2 separate regions of the Athene noctua genome follow, and region 1 is linked to region 2. The links are chromatin contacts, called in public Hi-C maps. All regions are on one chromosome and are shown on one strand. Each heading gives the region's core, a stretch centred on a gene start, on an enhancer-like site or on the middle of the called end of the contact. The rest is flanking DNA. Distances are from core to core; before and after follow the strand shown. Region 1 holds the start of MEP1B (meprin A subunit beta). Region 2 holds the start of GAREM1 (GRB2 associated regulator of MAPK1 subtype 1).

What was found. A called contact is a pair of places that touch in the nucleus more often than the background predicts.
Region 1: a contact with region 2 is called in a Hi-C map of heart, with 3 times the contacts expected there. The contact joins the promoter of MEP1B here to the promoter of GAREM1 in region 2. A contact is called at or near these places in 2 of 2 Hi-C or Micro-C datasets (heart and liver).

What each region holds. Positions count from the first base shown.
Region 1 is chr2:48,261,366-48,268,039 of bAthNoc1.hap1.1, reverse strand. MEP1B (meprin A subunit beta) reads left to right here and starts at 4,772. Exons shown (of 15, transcript XM_074897468.1): 1 at 4,772-4,834. The coding sequence starts at 4,772.
Region 2 is chr2:48,108,736-48,115,280 of bAthNoc1.hap1.1, reverse strand. GAREM1 (GRB2 associated regulator of MAPK1 subtype 1) reads right to left here and starts at 4,446. Exons shown (of 6, transcript XM_074899022.1): 1 at 4,033-4,446. The coding sequence starts at 4,153.

The DNA.
Region 1 (6,674 bases), core at 3,523-6,022, 150 kb before region 2:
CCTGGAGTATGCTTCTGTACTGACGTGATACTTAGTGGCCAGCTACAGCCACTTTAGTAGCCGTGTATCAGTCACATTTTGTTTCACACTGAAATCTGATTCATAGTTACCATAAAATATGTTGGTGTAAAAACATGTCAGACGTGATTCAGGGTCCCATGAAACCGGGAGAGGTGTAATTCTGTATGAGTAATTACTTAATTTGTGAAAGATTGCTTTCTCACACAAAAGAACAGGTAATGGTTAAAAGTATGTGCCTGAAGTGGCAGCAGGCAGGATGGGATGCAATGTTACACAGCCAAGCTTCTGCTGTTTGCTTTTTAACCTTGCTTTTTAACTTACCTATAGCTAAGCAATGTCAGGAAACTGAAGGCCTGCTTCACTTTATTGATAACTCTTAATCAAAGCAAATGTGTCTTGTCCACTCCTCTGCAAGAAGATGGAACGCTTATATTTCATATCTGTTGTAATTTTCACTTTTTTACATTATATTCCCTATGACACCTGCTGGGTTCATAAACATTGAAGTTTTCTAACTTGAAATACTTAGGTGTTCAACTTCAAACATTTTGGATTCAACTGAGGATCTCTTACCTTGCAGGTTTATCTGACAACTGTTATGGATCTCTTACCTTGCAGGTTTATCTGACAACTGTTATCTTCTTTGGTGCTTTTGCCTCATCAGCCAAGGAGTTGCAGTGTTATCCTTATTTGGAAGATTAACTGCAAAAGTGAAACTAATTTGTGCAAGATAATGCAGGAGGTTTGAGACAGGGCAAGGAGCAACCCACTGTCTAAGAATAATAGATCATTTGAACATCCTCCTACTCTTTAACATTTGGTCTATGAACATTGCGAAGTGAGGTACATATTTCTCTACAAGCCAGCACTTTTCAAGATTATTTAATGATTTCATATCACTGGAAGTTGACACTGAAACTTATGATCAGTCAAGTTCCACCCAAATGTTAACAAGCAACCATGAATCACCACTGTTTGCTGAGCAGTATACTGACAGCAAAGTTACCAAAGCAGCATCTGTGTTGAAATACAGATCAACAGAACTATTCAAATATGAAACTACTTATCAAAAATGCTAGAAAATCACTGTCCATACAGAGCTATTTTTGATTGGTTTTACAGTTCTCTGTAGTTAGCTGACATTGGAATTTGAAATTAAGTTTCTCTGGCTTTTTAAAAGAGCATTCTTACTCCTGTACTTCACTTTTTTTTTTTTTTTTTTTTCCAGTCTCTCTGCCCCATTACTCTTTCTTCCCAAATTATCTGCAGGTGTAGCTTTATGAAGAAGACTAAAGCAGGTGGTATTTCCTATCTGCATTGGATAATGCCTGACGAATGTTCCTTCTTCTGCAGCAAGGCGGGGATAAACACTGCAGTATTACCTGTGCTGCAGTAGTGCCCACTGGCAACAGTGCTACCAGGCAGGCGTAAAGAGGTGGTACCTGTCCAAGGGAACACACAGTCTGCTCCATGGTGCTCCCCAACTGTCTGGTGCTAGCAAAGCAAACTCAGCAGGAGATCCAAGCAGTCACTGCAATAGGTCTGCAGCAAGCTCCACATCAAGTTCTGACGTCTTTCCTTTTTGTTGCTTCTACTAGCAGCATGGGAGCGTGTGGGTCTATGGGGAAAGAAATGTAATTGACTGGCAAAAGCTCAGATTTTGCAGGTGTCTCTTATCGTTACTCAGGGCTCATTAGATAGCTTAGCACTCATAAAAGTTGTGAAACATGTTCACAGCAAAGAATTGCAAGAAAGGAAAAGTCAATCAGCCAGCTAAAGACCTGTTCCTTCTGCTTCATGTTTAATGGTTTTACTTTTCTCAAATACAGAGCTTGTAGTTGAGATATTTGTGGACTCTACCTGCAGATCAAAATGGTAATGGAAAAAACATCCTCAAATTCCACAGGTCTCTGACTGTATCAAGAAAGGACATACATTACTTTTGGCTGTTACATGCCAAGTAACTGTAGAATAAAGATAAGATCTAAAAATACTGTTCTGTTTGTACATCTGAAAGTGCACACTATTCAAATAAGTTGCACTATCCTTTATTAATTAATCTCCAGTAATACTCAGTTGTTTCTTGCTGTGGGCCTTTGTCTTAGAAGTACGATATGGCTATAGTGCTTTTCATCTTCAAAGAACAATGCAAGGAGTCATGTAGCAAAACCCTTAGAGGAAATAAGGCTAGGTATATTACCTGAACGTAGATATGAAGTCAATGGTAAAGCAAGGTGTTTGTCACTAGAGAATGCGGTTGCAAAAGTAGATAAGCTATGTAAAAAAGATCTGCCATGATTACATTGGGAAAAAAAATGCCTTCCTTAAGCTGCCATCTATTTATTACTTTCTCCTCAAGAAGAGGAGAAAAAACCATTTAGCTACTTCAGGTGTGACACTGAAATTTATGCTAAGAACTGCCTTAAATTCCTGACATTTTGTTCATATATTGTTTAATTTTCTATTACACCTTGTTTTATTATACCAGGTGACTAGGTGAGGTATCAAAGCTCTGAGTTTAAATAAGTCAGTGTGAATTGGAGGAAAAATATGTATAGAGATTGTATATTTACAGTGCAGGGTTAGCATATAACTTTGATGCCTTCTCTGTAGGATATCACACTTTCTAGTGTTTTCCTTGGATAACTCACTTTTTAGCCAGTAATGGTTTTGACACAGAGGTTCATACAGCCCTTCTTTGGGGCAGGAAAATCATCTTCCTATCTCCTGTTGTGAAGAGGTTGGTGTGAGGTTTTGGAGCCGGTTGATGCATGTTAGAAATAGGGATGTGGGAACAGAAAGCAGCTTTTCTTGATTATTTGCATGTGAAAGGGACCAAAGAAGTAGAAAAACAGGCTTTTAGGCTTTCTTCCAATACCAAGTAGTAAGACTAAAAAATGTGCTGTTTCCTTTGAAGTCATCATATTCCACCATCTTAAGAAAACACCTGTAAGATAATGTAATCACGGAGCAATGGGTGCAGCTACACTAGTCTTCTAATTTTGATCAGGACTGTATTTTTTAAGCAAGTATCATCATCATCGTTTCCACTTACCATGCTTTAGTTCACATCACAGAGCAGTTTTGGAGTGTCCAAATTGAATTCATTTGGTTTGAAACTAAACCAGAATGTGTTCTTCAGATCCCTGCCTAATGCAGTCCAGTTGCCACCACTGACATACAGTCCTTGGGATCAAATTGGAGCCAGGCTGAAGTAAAACCCTTTGAGACATGTACAGCATAGATGCCAGGTCCTTGGCACCATGTTTCAATGTGTAAGTCCATTCCTGTTGGCTTGAAGTACTTGTTACTGTGAACATAGCCAATCTAACCTAGAGAGCCTCCAAAAGGAGAACTACTGTCACCTCCCAGCAGCTGAAGGTGACAGCATGCAGGATTCAATGACTGCTGAGCCTGCAGAAGAATTCTTAACAAAAGAGCTTTTAAACCTTCCAAACATAACTGATTTGAGAACAATTGATGCCATCATTATTGGTGGGTTGAGAATTACAATACTTACGGTTTTGTTGAAAAAACTAACATAAGAACAACAATATCCACAAGTGCTACTTCTCAATGGATCATCAGTGAAATAAGCATAGCTCTAAGTGGCTAGAAATTGCACAGGTGTCCTCATTACCCATTCTTTCTTATCAGCTTTAATACTTGAAATAGTAGGAGAAATGTTACTAATTTTGATATAATTTGTGCGTCTGTATTTACAATACAAAAATCAAAATTACGTTTTTAGGACATTCTAACCAGGTGGTTGGTCTGGGAAAGTGAAACGCTAACCAAGTCTGATCATACAGTTACTGGCAGTACCTGTAGTTTAAGCGTAAGAAGAAACTGTGACAATTTCAGCACTTTCCGTCAGCTCATAAGTAGAAGAGATGACTGAAGTTGGAAGAAACTAAAACTCCGAAGAGTCACAGACAGTGGTGATAGTACAATGGTACCAACACTTAAAATAATATAATGTATGAAATTTTTAAAAGGTCCGGAAGAATACCATGATATGATTTACTGACAAATACAGTGTTTCACAGTCATCAACAGTAGAAATGACATTGCCTTTTCTAAAAGCAAGATACTAAAATTATGTTGCTGAGAGATTTTTTTTTTTTTTAGGTGCACACATTTCCTGTTTTCACTTTTTGTCAAAAACCCCCATATGTATTAATGTCTTACCCGCCAAGAGTCTTGTTAGCTTTCTGTTGTTGAAAAGGTTTTAGTGCCAGCTTTACTCAGTCACGGAATGGGTGAGGTGGTGGAAAGGCAGCTCTGGAGACCACCTAGTGCAACTGCCCTGCTTGTAGCAGGGTCACCTTCAACAAGTTGCTCAGGTCTGTTGCTGGTTGGGTTTTGACTGTCTCTGAGGATGGATGGAGACTCCTCAACTTCTCTGGGCAACTTGTTCCAGCACTTCAAAACCCTCAGAATAAAAAAAGTTCTTTTATTTTTAAATTGAATTTCCTGTATTTCAATGTGTGTTTCCTCTGTATTCCCATTTTCTTGTGTCTTTCATCCTGTATGTCAAATACTTTTTCTCACAACAATGTTTAAAAATAGTCAGTGTATATGGTAGTTACTGTGATACAGTAATGATGGACTTGGCTTATTGGACAAGAAAAAGGTAGGTAAGTTAATCGTTGATGATAGGACAAAGGTTTTGATTTATGACATTTACTGTCTTAAATACCAAGTTGGTCTGAAATTCTGTCCATGAAATTGCTGAGTGGATAACAACATGGGCTGGTTTTCTGTGCCTGCACTCCTAACTTGGCTGCTTCTTCAGGTGGTCTGGAGTCAGGTAAGAAAACAAAGAATATATGTTCTTTATATGATTGAGTAAGCAATGCAGCTTAAGATGAGTTTTAGAGGAAAAGACTTAAGTATGTTGCTTTTGCAAAATAAAAATTCTGTTGTCATCTTCATGGAAGAGAGAAAGATTTCTGTTTCCTTGGAGTTTTAGTGCTGCTATTTTTAATATGCCTGGCTATACATGTGAAAAGCTTATCTTGCATTCCCCATCTAAGCAAAATTCCACCAGTATTCAAAGTAATGTTACCAGAATAGTAAATCTGGGATTAGAACCAAGATAAGTATTAAAATTTATTTTGCTACTCCATATTTGAATGGAAATAGGATTTTTTTTTTTTTCTGTAACAATATATTTGATATTGAAATTGATGCCTTTTTAGCCACTGGAATAATTATAAATGACTGTTCTCTGTTTCTCCAATTCAGCTGAACTATTTAATGCCAAAAAAGTAACAGCTGAGACTTTGTGTTTTCTGTCTTTTGTAGAGAAATGCAGCATTTTGCTCACCTTTTGATAATTTATTGTAGAGGCCAGGAATTTTGGTGATACACAATGTAATCAGTTTGGAGAAAAAAAGCCACTAGGTTGTTGAAAGTTCATTTTATAGCTAATAGAAGTCTATAGCTTCAGGGTAATCTATAGAGTAAGGTATTAGTTACTGTAATATGACTTTAGTGGAATAACGTTATCTATTTTATGTTATGTAACATAACTGTCTGTTTCCATGAATCCATCTCCAGTATCTCACTGTGGTAGCTGTATCCTTTTCCTCTCCACTCACGGTCATATATCTCTTTAAGTCAAGAGCTCAATTTCTTGTCCCCAGCTTTCTCACAGTCCTCCTGTATACTCCGCTACCCCAACCCCACACTTCCCTTATATTTCCACTGCCTATCATGACTACCTGCTCCTCTATTCCCAACCTTTTGCAAACTCAAGTCTCAATCTTGTTTAGATTCCTCTACAGGCTTTGGTAAAGCATGAAATAGGTGATGCAAACTGCTACTAACATCTGCAAGCTATCACGCATTGAACTGACTTGTAATAACCAGCTCCTGTGTGAGAGAGGGCCTTCTGATCACTGGGCCTAATTATTTCATTTCTATGTGCTTTATGGCCAGGAAGAGCTTCTTCTGTATTTCTGCATGCTGGTATACTAAAAGTTATATAGTCTGGAGAAAACACTGGTAAGTTAAGGTGTCTCATCTAAACTGGTTGGCTGAACTCCATCTGAAGTCCACAGCGAGGAAGGGAAATTTTCATCAGTTGATTTATCACGTCCTTGAATAGCTGTCCAAGCTAGGTGAGGTGGACCATCTGGAGATGCCAGGGCATCATGATGGTGCCATAGCTATTTTAGGGACAGATTAATTATGTATGCAATTACTAATTTGTTTTTCTGCTGATTACTGAGTGAGTCTACTTACCTAGCTTTTATGTGACTAAAATAGGTGAGATGTTTCCCACCTGTTCAAAATGCACTTGAATTATTTGCCAGTTAAATGTGTTCACAAGCCATGGTTTGACCAATCTTTAATGTAATTTAATTCACATAAACTATGTCTGCCAAAGGTAAGGACTAATATTATAAATGTTTAGAATTTTTTGTGTGTGGAGATTTAAAAATAGCATTGATTAGACTAAATTAGGTTCCTCTTTGGTACACCGCAGGTAATATAATTTTCCTCTGTAGGTGATTGTGAACTGTGAATTTGTTGTTTATTTAAAAACTTTCAGAGACTAGAAATGCATCGCATAGGTCTCAGTTGTCAGGCTGGTGTTGAGACAGAAGCCGTTGCTACTCAAATGAGTAATACTTGTACACAGA
Region 2 (6,545 bases), core at 3,197-5,696:
ATCACAGAAACTTTAATCTTTGTACATAAGCTGTGAATTTCTGTGAACTCTTCCAGTTCATACCCAATCCATGGGTGAAAACTACCTACTAGCAAAGGCTGCTCTTTATTTGTGGAAACACAGCAACAGTGGTTGAGGGAAGGGGAATTCCACTAAGAGAGAGATTGACAAACTCCTAGAGTCCACAGGGAGCAGTGACCCTACAAAAAAACCCCAAAACAACCTACAACTTGGCCCGAAGCTCAGTTCTGTGCAAAGCAGTATTTTCCAGATCTTAACCTTGATAGCATTTCCTTTACCCTCCAAAATTATCCTTAGAAAAATAATTACCAGACATTTAAACCCCTGAAATAAATCACACACAACATCATTTCAGCATTAGCTACAAGATACAGTCATAGCTTTGCTGTTAGTCTTTTCCACCGGCGATCTGAAGACAGACAACCCAAGCCTCACGCACATCCGTGTGTCTTCAGAGAACCAGTGACGCTCACCTTTTGCCCTGTTGCAACAACCACAGTCTGATACAATCTTTCTGCTGCGGGTTCCCAGAGAGAATCTTTTCCCCACTGCACCCACCCACGAGCCTCTCTTGTGTCACTTGGGGTGGGATTAAGCTGTGACAACGCAGATCAGGATGGCAAGGGGGCGAGGACAGGAAAAACAGCACAAAGCTCACTCCTCTCTTGCTCTTCAAGTCTTGTTTCTTTTCATCTGAAACAGCCCACTCAGTGAATTCCACAGCATGAGATAAAGTCCGTTCATTTTCTTTAGTATGTTTAGCACTCTTTTAGAGGTTTTGTATTTAAGTTATACTCTAGAAATATTTAAGCCATTATATATGTTGGAACAAAACCCATAAAAACTCCATTTGCTTCCTCTCAAGAGCAACAGCTTTTTTTTTTTTTTCTTGCAGTCTATCTGTTCAATTAATATTAACAATAGTCACCAGAAAAATATTAAAACACATGAACAGGTTAAAACAAACAAAACTTGTGCCTTAACAGTGTCCAAAAGCATAATCTGAAACACAACTACACAGTCTCAAAATTTCATCTGAAAAAACATATTTGACATATTTATCATTTCTAGATGGATAAAGCTGGCACTGATGCCTAACTACTTCCAACTATATCTTGATGTAACGACAGACTACTTCCTTCCATTCCTCCTTCAGCCCATACCATCAAGAAAAACCCTCCCTTCTTAGGAGAGGACCAAATTTAGCGCTCATAAATATCTCATAACTCCACCCTGTCAAGAAATCAAACTGAACTACTTAAGGGCATTTTTCCCGGAGCTGCACATCCAAACTCGAAGAATAAAACTGCATTCATCATACTTCAAACTGAAAGGCCTGAAGGTGAAGCAACGGTGAGAAGCTGGAGATCTTGTGTAGGTATCATCTAAGAACACCAAGTGCTAAACTCCATTAAGAAATGTAGAAACAACACATCTTCTGAAGAAAATGCATCTCCAGCTTTTCAATCCTCTTCTACATCCTGGTCTTTCAGAAGAAATTAATTCTGGCTTTCACAAAACCTCATGATGTCTGAAACAACAAGCCTAAAAACAACTCGCTGCTACAGACAGAAGCCAACCACAAAATCAAAAGGTGACTGAAGACAGACATCTACAGGTGGTTTAATTTCCAACAGCATGGAACACGTGCAGCTTCCACTGATCTGGAGAGGAATTCAGCACCTAAAGAGGAGACGAAGCCATTTCTGTGCAACAGAACCCTGACCCGTCGATAAGTACCTGCAGGCTGTGCCTGCAGTGATGTGGAGACAAAAACTGCATCCTGCTAAAACTGCACAAGATGATATTTTGTTAACAATTTCCTGAGCACTGGATGACACACATTCGGATTGGATTCTGCATTTACCTTCTTCAGTATTGAATCAAGAAACTCTGACAGAGCTCCATTTGTTTGCAAGACAAGGACAGGGATGCAGAGCATCCCAGGACAGCAGGTGCCCCAGTCGTTTCCACAAACATGGCACGTTCCCAACCTTCCTCTTTTAGGACACTACACAATTATTCATGGTTGCTTTCCCTTACTGCAAGACAAGCTCCTTTGGAAATAGAAAAAGCATTCTCTTCGTACCACCAAGACTGTGGCGTCAGTGCTCTTTGTAAAATATTGATTCGTCTGCCATCTGTAGTCCCAGAAGTTAAAAGGTATGTCTGTATGAGTAGGTAAGAGCAGACCCAAGAGCCTCTGCCTGTACACTGAACTGGCCAGACCTCAGCCAGGTCCAAGCCAAAGCCCTTAGCACAGTGCTATACCCGAGCAGCCTCCCAGCAGGGTCTAGTGTGGGGCTGAACCATTACTCGCAGGACACCTACACCAACAGCTGCTTCATGTCTGGCCATCTCGGCATGAGCAAAAGACCTCAGGTCTGTTTACACCCACTTGCCTGTCCACATGGTCCAAGTGTGGCACATGGGACAAAAAAGCCTTTGCACAAAATCCACAACATCTTTGTCTCCCTGACAATTATGGGATATTTCTATCACTAGGTCTGACACAAAAACAAAAATAAAATTACTTGCTTCAAAACTCATAAACTTTCTCTACCCACAAAGCTTTTTCAGGTCCCTTCCAATGAAGCAAAGCAGGGAGATTGGGAAGTATAACATGCAGAAAGGGAAATTAGTAAATCATCAATACATACATCCTGTTAAAACCTGAACCACTGCCAGGAATCTCAAGTAAATTGACAGCCTTAAGTGCAGCGACTGGAGGCCATCTTAGTTGCTTCTAGTGACATGAGGTATTACCACGAGGAACATTCGACAGTATGAAACCCAGCCAGCTGCAGGTAAAAGGCAAAGAAGCTTTTCTTTAACCTGTTCCTGAGCACCAGCTCTGAGGATGTACTGCAAAGGATAGGAAAAGTACTTTATAATCAAGGGACAAAAGTCAAAAAAGCCCTCGTTTGAATTATCCCTGGATTACAGGAACTGCAGTTAAGTAGTAAACCAATCCTGGGGAGCAACAGAGGACGATGCCTGCGCTCACTTTTAACTTTTCAAATCAATACAAAATTTTGTAAGAGACCTGTTCTATTACATTGTGTAAGTACAAGGTGACTTCAAAAACTAATGAATTCAAATGCCTGGAAATTTTTCCTGATTTACGAGATATATACTGCATTCCCTTAGAGATGGGAGAGTTGGACAGTTTTCCTGGAGCTACCATGCAATGCGCACACACACTACTATACAGGAGCCGAGTCTTTATTAAATAAAGTATTACTATATATAAATATTATAAAGTCTGAGCTTTTCTGAAAAATTCCCCCTATTTCCCCAGTTCTCTGTGCCGACACATTACTTTCTAAGACACGTATCTAGGAAAGGTAAAACACCGCTGCCATAGCTATTCTGTTAGACTCGTTTCTTATTTCCTGGTGTAAACAAAATGCTGCAGACTTGCAAACTGCAGGCGAGCACCCTAGCGAACGGTAATAAAAAGTTATCTGGAGACTGGAAAGGCTTCTTACATTACTCCTCTTTTTACAGGTCCGTGGCTTTTTTAGTGAAATGTAACATTTGGGATTTAGTCCACTCGGCTATTTAACGTCCCTCGTTATTTGGCCTTGGTGTAGCATCCCTTCATCACAACACTGGGTCTCCAGTACGGAAAATGCCCTTCCACGTCTTCATCTGAGGCTGCGAGGACGCTCCTCGGGGGCAAGCAGCCGATGGCAGACAGGCTGCGCCACACACCGTAAGGGGGCAGGGGGCGGGTATTACCAGATATTTTGATGCAAAGCAACGCGCGGACTCCCGTGCGAGTCGAAGCCTTGCACCGACACCCGGTAACGGCAGATGTCGGTGCAAGGACCTCACGGAAAGCGCTCCGGGTAGCCGCGGGGCTCTCCGGCTCCCTCCAGCCGCGGGAGGAAAGAGGGGTGCACCCGGGGCTCCGGCAGCCCGCCCCAGGAGCGGCCCCCCACCGCTCGCCCGGCCCCGCTCCCCGCTCCCCGCCGGGCAGAGCCGCCCGCCCGCCGCCCCACGCACCGCTGTCCAGCCGGGCGATCTGGGGGAGCCGGTAGGTGCTGACGAGCTGGTCCAGGGGAACGGCCACCGAGCTCCACTTCACGTCCTTGAGGCTGCAGCCCAGCGGCGGGCCGGGGTCCATCTTCCCAGTCCGGGGAAGGAGGGAGGGGGGAAGGAGGGAGAGGAGAGGAGCCAGACAGGCAGCGCTGGCGGGGTGCTCCCACCCGGCGGGGCTGCAGCCAGCGGGGAGGGGAACGGAGGGACGGAGCCCGCCTCGCTCAGCGCCGGCCGCCCCGGGACATGCCGCGCTAGGCAGAAGCGGAGGCCCGTCGGGCGGCTGCTGCGGCGGCGGCTGCTACTGCTGCTGCTCCCGCCGCCCCCCGGGACCGGCTGGGGCCGCCCGCCGCCGCGCCTGGCCCAGGAAGCGCCATCCCAGCACTGACTAATCAACAGGGTGCGAGCAACGCCTGCGCAGCTGCCGCTCCTCCCCGCGCCGAAAAGGAAAGTGCCGGGCTGCCCGCCCGCCCGCCCGGCGGGGAGCGCCGCCGCCAAGCCCAGCCCGTCCCTCTCACTCCACCCTCCGACCGCTCGCCCGCCCTGCAGCCCGCCCGCCCGTCCCGCCGGGGGGAGCCGGAGGGCGGCCCCGCAGGTGCCGTCCCGTCCCGTCCCGTCCCGTCGCGTCCCCCCACACGCCGAGAACCGCGGGGGATGGGGGGGGCTGCGGGCAGCGCGGCCGGTGGGGCGGGACACGACGGGCCAGGGGTCGGGGAGCAGGGCGGGCACTCGGGGCTCTTGGAGGACGTGGGTTCACTCTCGCTTCATTTATCAAAGCAATTTTGAGCAAGAGGCTTGCATTGCAGCTTCTCACCGCTTAATTTAGCATTCTAACTTTGCCTGTGAAATTCAGCCTACTTTTAAAAAAAGTCCAATTAGATGGCGACTTTGATTATATCTCTATTTTTTTTAGTTTTTCACCTGTGAACTATAGATGGGTATTTAACGTATGAAGAGTAGTGCGTAGAAGTTAGAGGCAAATCTTCAACTCACTTCTATCATTACTGCACATGCAAGCATCACATATATTACCTATATTGTGTATTCAAGGGTCTTCAGACCACGGGAATATTTAAAATCAGCTATGAGTTCTCTTTTCAAAGTGGCTTATGTGATGAAGTCTTCTATGACTTCGTAAGATATTTTATTTAATGATACCACTTTTTATGCATTTTCATGCATCTCCAGACTGCAGAAACTCTGGGAAATTAAACCAGAAAAACTAACTCCTGGGTGGTTGCATTGTGCTGTGCTTAAGTTTATTTTGTTCGCTTTTGTGTCAAAGCTGTTTATTTTATTGCAGTAAACTTGGCTACATTTAAGACTGTGCTGTTGACTAGAAACTTAAAAGTGCCTTTCAGTGATTTGTAAAACGACGGAAAACATCCACAGCTAACATCCCTCTTCAGGCTCCATCTTCCACGGTGTCTGTCTTGGAGACTGCTGGGGCTGGCAGAGCTGGGGGAAGAGCTGTTGTACGACGAGCTCTCCTGCCGCTCGCCCTTCCTCGCGCGCCTGGTGACAGGCCAGCCGCTGCTGCGTGCCTTTGCGACTGCTGGTGCCAGCAGCACCGCGAGCATGAGGAGGGCCAAGACAGACACACTCTTGTTCTGCTCTGCTGCAAACAGAGACTGAGACTTCAGCCATGCACTCCCAAGATGAAACAAAGACCGTGGAAGCCAGTCGGCACAGAGGGTTACAGAAAACCCAAGTTATCTCGTTTCAAATGGATCGGGGTTGGTTTGAACCTCATGCTGATGTGGGTCCATGCTTTAGCTACACCGTTTGGCACCAGGATTTCCCAGCACTATGGAAAACCTTAATTCTCTACACTCAGCCATGCTGCCATTAGATCCTGCCTACCAGAATAGTTAGCTTTAAAAATATGACACTCGGGTTTTTTTCCAAGTAGCTTCCCTTTTACAGAGTTCACCAAATGCTTTGAACAACTCAAGTGAATTAAGCTATTGAAGTGCAAAGTAATATAACAGCAAAGAGCATTATTGTTGAAATATGGAAAGCAAAAGCATGGTCTTAACTTGTTCAGGTTTAAAGAGGTTATTGGGGGCAGTGTATAAAGCAAAGCAAATTAGGTCAGACTGGGATTCACCATATTCACAATAGTTGAAGTGCTAGTCTGTCAACAATTGTTTTTAAGCACCATCTTGGGTACTATTAATTCCAGGATAGATACTGTCTCACAGTGTATGCTCCTCTCAGACATCATGCACTTCCGCTGTCTGGGAAGAAATGCATCTTCACACAGAAATAGTTACTGCTGCTTTTTCATTCTTCAGATGGTTTTAGATGGCCTACAGCCATCTTCACGCAACCGTGTTTGTGTTCTCTCCGACCAGTGGAAACCCAACCCACTCTTACCCATCCTGCTGGAACAAGATGCGTTTTTTAAAAATATAACTTCTAGATACTATTTAAATTTCATTCAGTTATTTCCAGGCAAAGAGACACCATAAAGCTTA